2 separate regions of the Canis lupus genome follow, and region 2 is linked to region 1. A link is a contact called in public Hi-C data. All regions are on one chromosome and are shown on one strand. The core of a region is the stretch at or near the end of the contact, and the rest is flanking DNA. Distances in the headings are between cores, read along the strand shown. Region 1 holds the start of SLC44A3 (choline transporter-like protein 3). Region 2 has its middle 19 kb from the start of F3.

Region 1 (6,620 bases), core at 3,119-5,618:
TTCTCCAGATGTTGGCTCCAAAGCCCAGCGTCAGTGAGATGCACAGCTGAGCTCAAGCTTGAGCCTGCACCTAAGAGACCTAACCCAAAGGGGTATAGTGGTCACACACTTGGAAACAAAGTGGGCAGAGTGGTTCTAAAAATAATTTTTTTTAATTTATTAATGAGAGACACAGAGAGAGAGGCAGAGACATAGGCAGAGGGAGAAGCAGGCTCCTGTGGGGACCCTGATGCAGGACTCGATCCCAGGACCCCAGGATCATGACCTGAACCAAAGGCAGACGTTCAACTGCTAAGCCATCCAGGCGCCCCAACCCGAGTGGCTTTAGTTGCATCTCCATCTGGCCAGATGGCGACAGGAGTGCAAGCCCAGCACTGCAGAAAGCAGCTAGAAGTTAAGGAAGTACCGAAGCCTTTGAAGAGGTGCAGATATGAGCACAGGACGGACAGGTGTGGGAACCACGAGGGACTTAGGGGTAGAGGCGGCATGAAGAAGGGAGGATCTTCGACTCCTGTACAGGTCTAGAGGAGCACCTGCGACCCAGAGGGGGTTGCAGAGACATCGAGGGGGACCAAAACTGTGAGAGCGTGGCACCCTGGCGAGGCCCACAGAGCTGCAGACAGAGCTGCCATCCCGAAGCCAAGCAGGGGGCTGGGTCTTGAATAAAGGCACAAGGTCAGGCTGAGCGCTCCGGTTGAGGGGTAGGGAGTGAAGAAGAACAGGTGAGTATGCTCAACACCAGGGCCTGCATACAGTCAGCGTCAGAGGCTCCCGGGAGGCGCCGGAGGCCGCAGGTGTCACGGTGGACTCTCTGGGTGTGAGATTGTGTGTAATGCTTCAAACACACACAAGTAGAGAAAATAATTTAATGCACCACCATGTATACTTCAGCAACTATCAGTTGATGGTCAATCTTGTTTCCCCCCACATCTCTACCCATTGCCCTTTGCCCTGGATTTTTAAAAATATTTTTAAATTTAAATTCAATTAATTAACATACAGTGTATTATTAGTTCCAGAGGCAGAGGTCAGTGATTCACCAGTCTTATCTAACACCCAGTGCTCATCACATCACGTGCCCTCCTCAATGCCCATCACCCAGTTACCCCATCCCCCCACCCTCTCCCCTCTGGCGACCCTCAGTTTGTTTCCTATGATTAAGAGTCTATTATGGTTTGTCTCCTCCCTGATTTTGTCTTGTTCTATTTTTTCCTCTCTTCCCCTATGATCCTCTGTTTTGTTTAAATCCCACATATGAGTGAGATCATATGACAATTGTCTTTCTGTGATTGACTTATTTCACTTAGCGTAATATCCTCTAGTTCCATCCACGTCATTGCAAATGACAAGATTCCGGGTTTCTCTGATGGCTGAGTAATATTCCATTGTATGCATATGCCACGTCTTCTTCATCCATTCATCCATCCATCAATGGACATCTGGGCTCTTTCCATAGTTTGGCTAGTGTGGACATTGGTGCTATAAACATTAGGGTGCAGGTGCCCCTTCGGATCACTACATTTCTATCTTTGGGGTAGATACCCAGTAGTGCAACTGCTGGGTCATAGGGAAGCTCTATTTTCAACTTTTTGAGGAACCTCCATACTATTTTCCAGAGTGGCTGCACCAGCTTGCATTCCCACCAACAGTGTATGAGGGTCCCATTGCTCCGCATCCTCACCAACATCTGTTTCCTGACTTGTTCATTTTAGACATTCTGACTGGTGTGAGGTGTATCCCATTGTAGTTTTGATTTGCATTTTCCTAATGCCGAGTCATGTTGAGCATTTTTTCATGTGTCTGTTGGCCATTTGTTTGTCTTCTTTAGAGAAATGTCTGTTCATTTCTTCTGCCCATTTCTTAACTGGATTATTTTTTCTTTGGGTGTTGAGTTGGTTAAGTTCTTTATAGATCTTGGATACTAGCCCTTCATCTGATAAGACATTTGCAAATATCTTCTATCATCCTGTAGGTTGTCTTTTGGTTTTGTCAACCACTTCCCTTACTGTGCAGAAGCTTTTTATCTTCATGAAATCCCAATAGTTCGTTTTTGCCTTTGTTTCCTTTGCCTTTGGAGACGTGTCTAACAAAAAGTTGCTGTATCCAAGGTCAAAGAGGTTGATGCCTATGGTCTTCTCTAGGATTCTGATGGACTCCAGTCTCACATTAGGTCTTTCATCCATTTTGAGTCTATTTTTGTGTATGGTGTAAGAAAATGATTGCCCTGGATTTTGTGAAGCAATCCCAGACAGCTGGCTATTTTGTAGAAGTTTTAGTATGCAAATCTAAATGATAATGACTCTCCTTAAATTTGACACTAATGATATCAGACCCTCAAATTCCTTAATATAAACTACTTCAAATTATCAAATATCCAATCAGTCCTCTAAAAGGTCTTTCCTTTTATTTTTTCCAGTTGGTTTAATCTGGAGCTAACCAATGTCTTCTGTTATGTGTTAAAATACCTCCCAAGTGTCTTTTAATTTATAGGTTTCTCCTCTGTCTTTTTTTCCCATATAACCTTTGCTGCTGCTACTGTTGTGGATGATGTTAAAACTAGGTCATGTGTCTGGGACTCTCCCAATCTTGGTTTTGCTGACGGAATCCATGTGGTATCATTTGACTTGTTCCTCTGTTTCCTGTATTTCTTTTTTTTTTAAGATTTTATTTATTTATTCATGAGAATACACAGAGAGGAGACAGAGAGAGAGGCAGAGACGCAGGCAGAGGGAGAAGCAGGTTCCTTGAAGGGAGCCTGATGTGGGACTCGATCCTGGGTCTCCAGGATCATGCCCTGAGCTGTAGGCGGCGCTAAACTGCTGAGCCACCGGGGCTACCCTGTTTCCTCTATTTCTTATAAATTGGTAGATTCGTGCAGACTTTGCGGGTTGAGTACCTTACAAGTGGCAATGTGCACTCCACGGATGGAAGACTGATGTCTGATTGTCCCTTCGTTGTCATGTTTGGCAGACTATGATATCCTAAATTCTATAATTCCTTCTGCACTTATATAAGCCAGAATATTTCTATGAAGAGAAATGTTCTTTATTAGTTATGTGATTACCCTAAAGTATAGTTCATATAGGAGAGGCGGGATATGTGCTTCTTTTCCTTTCCTTAACCAGTTTTCAAAAATAATGAGTCTGACCCCTAGACACTTCTAAAGGCAATCAATGAGGCTTTATCATTTATTATTTATTTGTACTATCATAAATTTATTAATAGAAGCATGTTTGATGTGTTTCAAGGTGAGATATTTATAGATTTCTCAGGGTCTACCATAGACCCTGCATCCTTTAATGTAGACAGGCTAATTAGCTTGGGCAACTTGGTTATGCAATAGTTGAGGATTGCTGGACAGGCAAGGGGAGGGTTCCAAGTGAGTCTTGAAGGCCACAGTCATGTGATAAGTGAGTTGATGATTCGTGGGTCAGAGTAGGAACTGTTATCCTGATGAGAACTAGTTGGGTAGCTGGTCGGTCCATTGCTCCAATAAATGGATTTTTAGGAAATTCCTAAAACAAATGAAAAAGATATTTGGAGATATTTATTTGCCATGAGATCTGTCCAAGTAATAAAGGCTTATTTACTTCTTTCAGCCTTGAAATTTATCGCCATTAGGTCTTCAAATATTTCCCCCTCTCCATCTTTATATCACTGCTTTTCTGTCCTAGCTCTATCCTTGTTATTAATTAGGAAATTTAAAATAAGCTGCCTTATTTCCTCTTTTTTTCCAACCTTTTCCTGCTGCCTCTGGAGAGTTGCTGAAACTGCTCTTCCCATCACCAATTCCTCTTCAGCTGTACCTGTTCTACTACCTTCATCCCACGTTGTTAGTAAATAGCGCCAATGAACATTCTTTCCAATCATATCGTTCATGCTCTGATATTTCTCCTTGGTTTCATGCCATCTTTCCTGACCCATGCTGCTCCAGCCCCCCCCCGCCCCCCACCGCCGCGTTGGCAAGGAACCACTTTGAAAGGGCCTGGGTTCAACTCCGAGCTCTACAGCTTACTGGCTGTGTCTCATCGGGCGTGTCCCATCACGGCTGCCCCGTGCCTCAGTTTCCCTCATGGCTGCGCGGAGAGCAATGCCTTCAGCCTTGTTGAGGCCCGGGGTCGAGCGCTACCTGCCCGCGGCTGCAGGTCAGCGGCACTGCGGGGGGGAGGGGGGGGCTGGCGGTGACCGTGCGCCGCGCGGGCCGCAGGGGGGCTGGTTCACGGGGTTGGGCTGCGCTTGGGGGGCGGGGGGGGGGGACCCGGGCCTCCCCGGCGCGGGCGGTCGGGGCCAGGGCCGCACCCGCGGGGCAGCGACGGTCGGCGGCTCCGCGAGGCGGCGCTGCGCCCCTTCCCGGCCCGGCTCCCCCCGCGGGGCCCGCGTCCGCGCCAGTCCCGGCCCGGCCCAGCGCAGGATGCAGCGCCCCGGAGCCCCGGCCCCGGTGAGCCACCGCCGGGGATGGGGGGGACCCGGGGGCCCGGGGGGACGCTTCGGGCGACCTCCTGGCACGCCGCCGCCTTCCCCCGCCCGCGGCTAAAGCCCCCGCCCCGGCGCCCCCGAGTCCCGGGGCGCACCTGGAGGGGGGGAGGGGAGCGGGGACCCCACCTGGTGCCGGGGCGGAGGCTGGCTGCGCCGCGCAGGTGCACCTCCAGGTGAGGACTGCGCGCGGGGACCACCCCCCCCCCCGGGCCGCTGCGCACGGAGCAGGGGCTTCAGAGGCTCCGTGGAAAGCTTCGGGGAGCAACGCTCAAAAAAACAATTAATAAATACATAAATAAATGGAAAAAGAAAAGTTACTTTGAGCAGCATTCAGTATGTTTGGATTCGGGTTGGGACCCATATGATTATTTATCCTCTTTCCTCAACTCCCCACGTCCCCCACCTCACCCCACTCCCCCCCCCCCTTTTTTTTTTTTTTGGTCTGGAAGGCTTCTGCAGAGAGAACCCCCCGGCCAAGGGAGTGGAGACCTCAGCTCTATAGGAAGTGCACGGATACGACCTGGCTGTTCCTGTTCTTCCTCTTCTGGACTGGTCTGGTGAGTGTGGGTGCCTAGGAGGAAGAGAGCCTGCGTGGGTCCCGAAGTGACTGTGCCCAGGTGGGACTCGCGATCGTGGGGAGGCCCGGGCTGCAGGTGGTGCAGGGGCCCCGGGCTGTGCTACCGCGAGACGCGCCAGCCGATCCTCCGGAGCAAACCTCGGTCCTGGGTTGTGCCTCCCAGGGGACGTGGCTAAACTGGAGGGGCTGCCCATTGCTGCAGGCCCCGTTCTAGGGCGGCCTCCAGGAGGAAGTGGGAACCCCGTGGCAGGATTGTGTGGTCATCTGGGCTCACTGCCTGCAAGTTCGCTGGCCATCTCAGCCCCCAAACAAAATATTTGTCAACTGTTTGCTGTTCTTCTAATACAGGAAAATCTAGAGTGAGCCTAGAAATAAACTGCTCTCCCTTTAGCTGAACACATAACATACACACTGTCGGCGGCTGTATGTAGCAGCTGACAAGGAAACCAGCCTTGGGTGTAAACTCTCGAGTTAGGTAATGATTTTTTCCCCATTCTAGTTTCCAGCTGTGCGGGATTGCTGGTAGACCTCATCAGGCCGTGTCATTTTAGTCCCGTCCCTTTAGTCTCTTGGCAGCTAAATCTTGACACTTTGATACTTATTTTAGAGCTGTAGGTAACAGCAAAAGGAGCCCCACTCAGCTTCTTTAAAGATCAGATTCCTGCAGTCATCCGGTCTAGATTGAGGCATGCTATTTGCTGCAAGGTTAATGATTAATTTATAAAGCAGCATAAGAGCTGCCTCATAGTAATTAGCTTTGTTGCAAAGATTTCAATTTAAATAGACTCTAAAACACCATGTTTGTTCCTCTTTCCAAGTCCCTCTTTCTTTCGAAAGGCCTGAATTCACTTGTTCACTTTACCTACTGGTTTCTCATGACAGACATGGTTACAGGTACGGGGGAAGGTTGGGTCTTAAAGGTGAACTGAATGTTGTGCATTGTCATTCCCTGGTCCTCTGAGAGAGAGAGTGTGTACCTTCACCACCTCCTCCCTAACTGCCCACAGGTGGCTGCTGTTGCTCTCCTGGCCTCCTGTTGTGCAAATGCAGGGAGCAGCGGGCCTGCAGGCACCGGGCAGCGTGGACCTAAGGCTGTTCATGTTCTTCAGGGATCTCCCCTGGCCCTTCCAGGCTTCAGACCTAGTACATCCACGACCAAACCCTCAGCCCGACAGCCACGGGGGTGGGGAGATTTGTTGATGGCCCATCACAGTCTGAAGAATTATGAACCATCTGAGAGATGGCACACAGCTGGAAGCTGCTTTCTTTCTTTTTTATAAATTTATTTTTTATTGGTGTTCAATTTGCCAACATACAGAATAACACCCAGTGCTCAGCCCGTCAAGTGCCCACCTCAGTGCCCGTCACCCAGTCACCCCCACCCCCGACCCAGCTCCCCTTCCACCACCCCTAGTTCGTTTCTCAGAGTAGGAATCTTTCATGTTCTGTCTCCCTTTCTGATATTTCCCACTCATTTTCCTCCTTCTCCCTTTATTCCCTTTCACTATTTTTTATATTCCCCAAATAAATGAGACCATATAATGTTTGTCCTTCTCTGATTGTCTTA
Region 2 (6,859 bases), core at 1,092-3,591, 240 kb before region 1:
CTAGTTTTGGAGGCCGGCCAAGCTGCCAGCCCGACACGGAGCTCTCTTGCACTGGATCCTTCTGTTTTGGATTTATTCCTTTATTTAGTGGAACATGTCCTACAGTGGCTTCCTGGACAGGGTGCATGGGAGGAAAATTCTTTGAAGTCTTGTATATCTGAAAATATCCTTACTCTGTTATACTGGTGGGAAGTCAGCTGGAATGCCAAATTTATTATTTTTAAAATTTTTTTCTGAAGACTTTATTTATTCATTCATGAGAGATACATAGAGAGACACAGGCAGAGGGAGAAGCAGGCTTCCTGCCAGGAGCCCAATGCGGGACTCGATCCCTAGACTCCAGGACCACGTCCTGAGCCAAAAGCAGACAGACGCTCAATCACTGAGCCACCCAGGCATCCCCGGCATGCCAAATTTAAATTTTAGATAATTTTTCCTTAAAATTTTTCTTATAGTCATTGGCCTCTTATATTTATTTTCTGAATATCAGATTTGCTGTGGAGACTTTTTCTCCCACCCCTGTCTCTCTCAGGATTCTCCTCTGCCATATCTGGCAAGTCCTAGAGATCTCTAGAAAGGCAATTAATCTTTCTCCCCTTTCCAATGCACATGCAGATAGAGTATGGCTCCCTCGTCCATGTACAAACATTTTCTAAGCCTTTGTCCATTATTTACTGAAATCATTACTCCATTAATTTCCTCTTGTCTTTTCTCATTGTTCCTATGGATTTAAATCTTTTAAGTTCACTTAGTATGGTGTTAGGGGGGTCTTGGGAAGGAGAGGAGAGACACATGTTTCATTTCTAACTGGAAAACCATGAAGACTTTTTTATGTCCCTCTGTATATACTTTCCCTCCAAAAGCTTATTTTAGCAATAAAGAGAGTAATATATTTAAGAAAACTCAAAGTGAATAATTGGACCATGATTTTAGGATGTTCTCTACAGCACATTATTTCACAGGGATTATGACCAGATTCATGATGCCTCATGGAACTTTCTGTTACTGCAGGTAAAGCTCCATTTGCTTTCCATTCTTGGAATGGAAGAGCAGGCTCCATGATCTGGTCATTCTGGTTTTCTGAAAATGCTTTTTAAAAAAAATTCACAGTCATCCTCAACTTAAAAATACCTTTAACCAATACTTTAAAAGCTGTCTTTTCTTAAAAAGATATGTTTTTAAAGATAAATTAACTCTAGCCATTTTGCCAAATTGCTTTCTCTTTGAGATGTTTGAGGCAACACAAACACCAAACATTGTCAAATACACTTTATTTGGGGTGGTATCTGATGCCCCAGTTGTGGCTTTAGTGATGCGAGCATTCCCTCTTCCTGGAGCGCTCCTCCCAATTACCCCTCCCCATCTCCCCCTTTGACTGATTAACTGTGTCCTTTAGCTGAGATTTTAAATAGCCCTTCTGAGTCTAAGTTAGATGGCCCCATATGAGTTCCCCCAAATACCCTATACTTTCCCTATCGTATTATTATCAATTGTTCTGTTACCATTACCTGTTTGACATTTTACCCTACAAACGTAATGAGCTCTGAAAATGCTGGGATTGTGCTCGTTGTGTTTCGATCAAACCCACAATGCCTGGCACATAGTAGGTGCTTAGTATTAAAATAAATTAATGAATAAGTGAGTGAATTCAAATTCATGGTTTTTTCAAAGGCAGTTATGATCTGGAAAAGGAGCCAAGACGGGTAAAGAACTATTTTGTACAACATTAAGGGTCCTAAGAAGGAGTGTAAGGTTGTACAACGAGGTGGTGGGGAGAGTGCTGGGAATCCAGGAGAGGAAAGCTTCTGGCTGAGACCCAGGGAACACTATGAACTGCCTTGAAGGGGGGAGGGGTAGGTAGAAGCAAGGCATGTGAATCAATGGAATAGAGGCAGGAAAGCTTTTGGGGTTCAGAGAGCTGCAGATAAGGCAGGGGTCCTCGAAGTCTCGTCTCTGGAAAATGGCAAAGTCCATCTTTGGAAAGTGTAATCTTTGCAATATGATCGTGGCTCTGCTTTTACCTTTGGCATGGATTAATAACTTGCAGATATTTAAGTTTAATAAATGACATATTTTATCAAGTCTGTGTAATTCTATCCATCAGTGAGGTGTCTGTCTTCCTTTTTCATCCTGTATCCCCTGCCCTGCATTCGTGAACTCAGGGCAGAGGGGACTGAATGGTTAGGAAAGCACATAGAACAGAGCTTCTCAGACTGCGGGGAGTGTACACGTCGCCCGGAAAATGCAGATTCTGATTCAGTAAGTCTGGATTGGGGCCTGAGAATTTCCATCTCTCACTAGCTCTCAAATGGTGCCAAAGCTGCTGAACCCGGAGTCCACGGGAAGGAGCAAGAGCTGGAGTGGAACTCTAGCTCTGGACTCGAGAGACCACCGCAGGTAGAGTTGCAGCAGGTTGGGGAAGGTGCTCTGGTCTAGTGATTCGGGCCCACCCTCCCGCCAGATGCCTTCATTCTTCATCACTTACCGGTGTTGGGTTTGGGGACTCCTTTCTTTTAGAACCCGGTCTAGAAACATTCTAGAAGTTACCAATCCAGAAGATGGCGCCACAATCTTAGTTATAAACCACACTTCCCTCTCCTGCTGTGACGGAAGGGAAAGCACTTCCTGCCTCTCTGAAAGCTACATTTCTAATTCTCTGGCTTGACACATGCTCAGGAAACAGGAGTTGCTTTGCAGATGGAGCATAGTTCTCTTGGTGGTTTCTGAAAATCACGTTGGAGAGAGAATGTCATGTCAAGACCCTTTCCTTAAAGCTTTTTTTCAGAACCCTCCTTAAAGTTTATTACATTTCGCATGTTCAAGATGAGTTGCAATTTCTCAGCTTCAAAATTCTTGGATTTTTTTTTTTTTTTTTTTAGTATTTTTATTTCCCCACAGGAAGAGTGTTATTTTTAATTGTTCATTATTGATGCTCTAATAACGTATAATCACGTAATTGAGGCTAAAAGGAACCGAAGAGCTTCAGGCCAATTAGTGCACTTGACAAGAGAGAAGACAGGCTTCCTGATTTCATTTAAGTCCTCTTGAAAGAGTTTCTGTTCCTGGCAAGTGGGAAAATGCTAACAGACTCCTATGTGACAAACGCTCACCTAGGCAGTGCACAGTCTACACATGGAGAATTTTATCTGGGCTTTATATAGTACTTTGATTTTGGCCTCACAGCAAGCTGCATTCTGACCTCTACAAGAGCTGGAAATACCCCATGTAGGGCTATAGCTCTACTCTTACTGCAGTAAAAATTAGATTAAGCCAGTGGTTCTCAAAATTTATTGGGTATTAAAATTACTTGGAGGGCTTCTTGTTACAGCACAGATTGCTGATCCCCCTATCTTATACTGAGTAAGGGACAGGCAGCGCTAGGCAAGTAGAGACAGAGGGCCATGGAATTAGGCTCATAGAAATCCCAAAATGCTGAGATGTAAGGAAACCGGAGATAAGGGATTAGATCAGACCACCTGGCCCTGGATGCTAGGGAGCATTTTCCTTTGAGGGCTACAATATATTTTTATTTATTTAATTATTATTATTTTTTATCAATGAGAGACACAGAGAGGGACAGAGACACAGGCACAGGGAGAAGCAGGCTCCATGCAAGAGCTTGATGCAGAACTCGATCCCAGGACCCCGGGATCACAACCTGAGCCAAAGGCAGACGCTCAACCACTGAGCCACCCAGATGTCCCTTTTTTTCATTTTTATTTTATTTTATTTTATTTTATTTATGTATGTTTATTTTTTGGGGGGGGTGGAGTCTACAATATAATCACAGAAAATGACCAGACCACAAAGAAGTAAGTCATTAAGGGTGTTATCAATAGTCCTTGCTCAAACTAAGATGGCATAAGAATTTCAAGGCCATAATTATGCTCCCTGGTCAAGTTTTCAATAAGAGACCAGCCTAAAAGCCTTTGGTAGCAACTCTCTCGGGACCCCTCTCACTACTGAGAGCTCCCTCTGCATCCTTGCTTAGTAAACTTCTATTGCTTTACTCTCCTTCATCCAAGAGATTCATTCTTTGACTCTGACACAGAACCTAGCTCTCCCACTCCAGTACTACTCACAAAAATTACTTCAGGATGCATTAAGAACTTAAATATAAGACCTGTACATGTAATGAAACTCCTAGAAGAAAACATAGGAACAAAGCTCCTTAGTCATGTTTGGAAATCATAGCTAAAGCACAAGCAACGAAATAAAAAATAAATAAGTGAGACTACATTAAAATATAAAGTTTCTCCACAGCAAAGAAAACCACCAACAAAATGAAAAGACAACCTACCAAATGGGAAAAGAAAATATTTGCAAGCCATGTACCAGATGAGGGGTTAATATCCAAAATATATACGGGACTCATATAGTGCAACATCAAAAACAAACCAAAAACCAAAAAATGGACAAAGGAACCTGAATAGACATTTTTCCAAAGAAGCTATACAGATGGCCAACAAGTACAAGAAAAGGTGCACAGTGTGGCTAGTCATTAGGGAAATGCAAGTTAAAACCATGATGAGACATCACCTCACACCTGTTAAAATGGCCATTCTCAAGAAGAGAAGAGATAACAAATGCTGGGGTGCAAGTGGAAAAGGAAAGGGAGCCCTTGTGCACTGTTGGTGGAAATATAAATTGGTGCAGCCACTGTAGGAAGCAGTATGGAGGATTCTCAAAAGATCTAAAAAAATAGAAATATCATCTGATCCAGCAATTCCACTGCTGGGAATGTATCTAAAGGAAAGAAAATCACTAACTCGAGAAAGATGTCTGCACCCCATGTTCATAGCATTATTTACAACAGCCAAGACATGGAAACAACATAAGGACATGGAAACAGCATAAGTGTCCATTGATGGATGGATGAATATAGAGGTTGTGGCACAATGAAATATTTACTCAGCCATAAAAAACCCCCCAAGAACATTCTACCGTTTGCAACAACATGGGTCTACCTTGAAGGCATTATGCTCAGTGGAATAAGTCAGAGAAACACAAATACTGTATGAGCTCATATACACGTGTAATCTCACACCACCGCTGCCGCATCCTAGAGAAAGAGGTCAGACCTGCGGTTGGGTGAGAATTGTTGGCAGGGGAGAGCGGATTGGCAGGAGGTGGCCAAAGGGCACCAAGTCCCAGTGAGGAGACAGACGCAGCCCTGGGGGAGGTGGGACCCTGCACGCCAGGCTGACCAGCTAGCACCGCTGTGAGATGCACAGAAACGCTCTTAGGAGGGTCGGTCCTCAGAGTTCTCAACACAAGGAGAAAACTTTTTTTTATTTTTAAGATTTTATTTATTTATTCATGGGAGACACACACACACAGAGAGAGAGAGAGAGGCAGAGACACAGGCAGAGGGAGAAGCAGGCTCGATGCAGGGAGCCCGACGTGGGACTCGATCCCGAGTCTCCAGGATCACTCCCTGGGCCTAAGGCGACGCTAAACCACTGAGCCACCCAGGCTGCCCAGAAATTTTTTTTAATTGCATCAGTATGAGATGATGGATGGTAACTAAACCCATGGCGATAATCATTTCCCAACATAAGAAAATCAAACCAGCATGCTGCACGCCCTAAACTTATACAGCGACGTATATAAATGATTTCTCAATAAAATTGGGTGGTGGGGGGGCAGCCCTGGTGGCCCAGTGGTTTAGCGCGGCCTTCAGCCCAGGGCCTGATCCTGGGGACCGGGGATTGAGTCCTGCGTCGGGCTCCCTGCATGGATCCTGCTTCTCCCTCTGCCTGCGTCTCTCTCCTTCTCTCTCTCTCTGTCTTTCATGAATAAATAAAATCTTAAAAATAAATTGAGGGGGAAGCAGCACAGATTTCTAATTCAGTAAGCCTGAGGTCAGGGCTATAGATTTGCTTTTCTCACGGGTTCTCAGGTGATGCTAATGCTGCCGGCTTGGGGATCCCCGCCTGTTGAGAGCCATTGGCTTAAGCTAACATTGGAGCAAAGCGAGGGCGGGGGGTGTAGGGGTGTGTGGGGGGGGGGGGGGTGGGGGGGTGTGGGGGGGGGGGGGGGGGGTGGGGAGTGTGTGGGGGTGGGGGGGGTGGGGGGGCGGGGCACTGGGTGGCTCTGACGGTGGCCTGTCTGCCTTTGGCTCGGGTCACGACCCCGTAGGCTCAGGATGGAGGCCCCGTGGCGGGGAGTCTGCTTCTCCTCGCCCTCTGCCCCTATTCATGTGCTCTCTCACTCACCCTGTGTCTTAAATAAATAAGTTACCTTAAAAAAAAAAAAAAAAAAAGGACAAAGCGCTGGTTTAGAAGTATCCAGCAAGAACACATTTCCCCAGGGGATCAGCTGTGCACACGCGGCTTCCCTTTAGAAGGAAATCGTGGGGCCCGGCTGTTGGGGGGGCGGATCTGGAGAAGGGCAGAGCAAGCGGTATGGGTGGGGCTGGGGCGCCCGGGGAGGCCGGGCCAGCCCTGCGGACCCCGACCTGCTGCGGCCGGACTTAGGGCCGAGCAAGCCCCCTCTGCCTCCGCAGCAGCTGGTGAGGGAAGAGGGGGACTCCTGGTAAAACATTAAGACGCCGCACTGACACTTTGACTAAGTGAGCTTTAGGGTCCTGTTTGCAGCGGGAATGGTGGGATGGTGTCCTCTGGACGAGCCACCTGTGCTGCTTCTGCGGGGTGCCCCCCCCCCCCCCCCCCCGGCCTGCGGTCGTAGCTGATGCCCCGATGCCGGGCAGCGCGCCCTTCCTGGGTGCACAGGGCTGGCGCTCAGACAGCAGGTGCAAGGGGCTCCCTCAGCAACTGGGGGGGGGGGGGGGAAGGGCCCGCATCCTCCTCGCCCCCGGCTAGAGAGAGGGGACCTGGGGCCCGGGGGCGGCCCAGGG

The links. Hi-C and Micro-C count contacts between places; a contact is called where the count stands out from the background.
Region 2: a contact with region 1 is called in a Hi-C map of skin fibroblasts, with 4 times the contacts expected there. The contact joins the enhancer-like site here to the promoter of SLC44A3 in region 1. A contact is called at or near these places in 6 of 9 Hi-C or Micro-C datasets (amygdala, blood and skin fibroblasts).

What each region holds. Positions count from the first base shown.
Region 1 is chr6:54,981,267-54,987,886 of UU_Cfam_GSD_1.0, reverse strand. SLC44A3 (choline transporter-like protein 3) reads left to right here and starts at 4,368. Exons shown (of 16, transcript XR_005361189.1): 1 at 4,368-4,438; 2 at 4,926-5,033. LOC119872262 (a long non-coding RNA gene) reads right to left here and starts at 5,444. Exons shown (of 3, transcript XR_005361191.1): 1 at 4,997-5,444; 2 at 4,016-4,155; 3 at 2,120-3,515.
Region 2 is chr6:55,219,118-55,225,976 of UU_Cfam_GSD_1.0, reverse strand. No RefSeq gene overlaps it. Among named protein-coding and RNA genes, the nearest start is that of F3, 19 kb to the right of the region's middle. Within about 2 kb of position 2,341, at least 2 of the 20 cell types and tissues checked have an H3K27ac peak or open chromatin away from gene starts, as enhancers often do.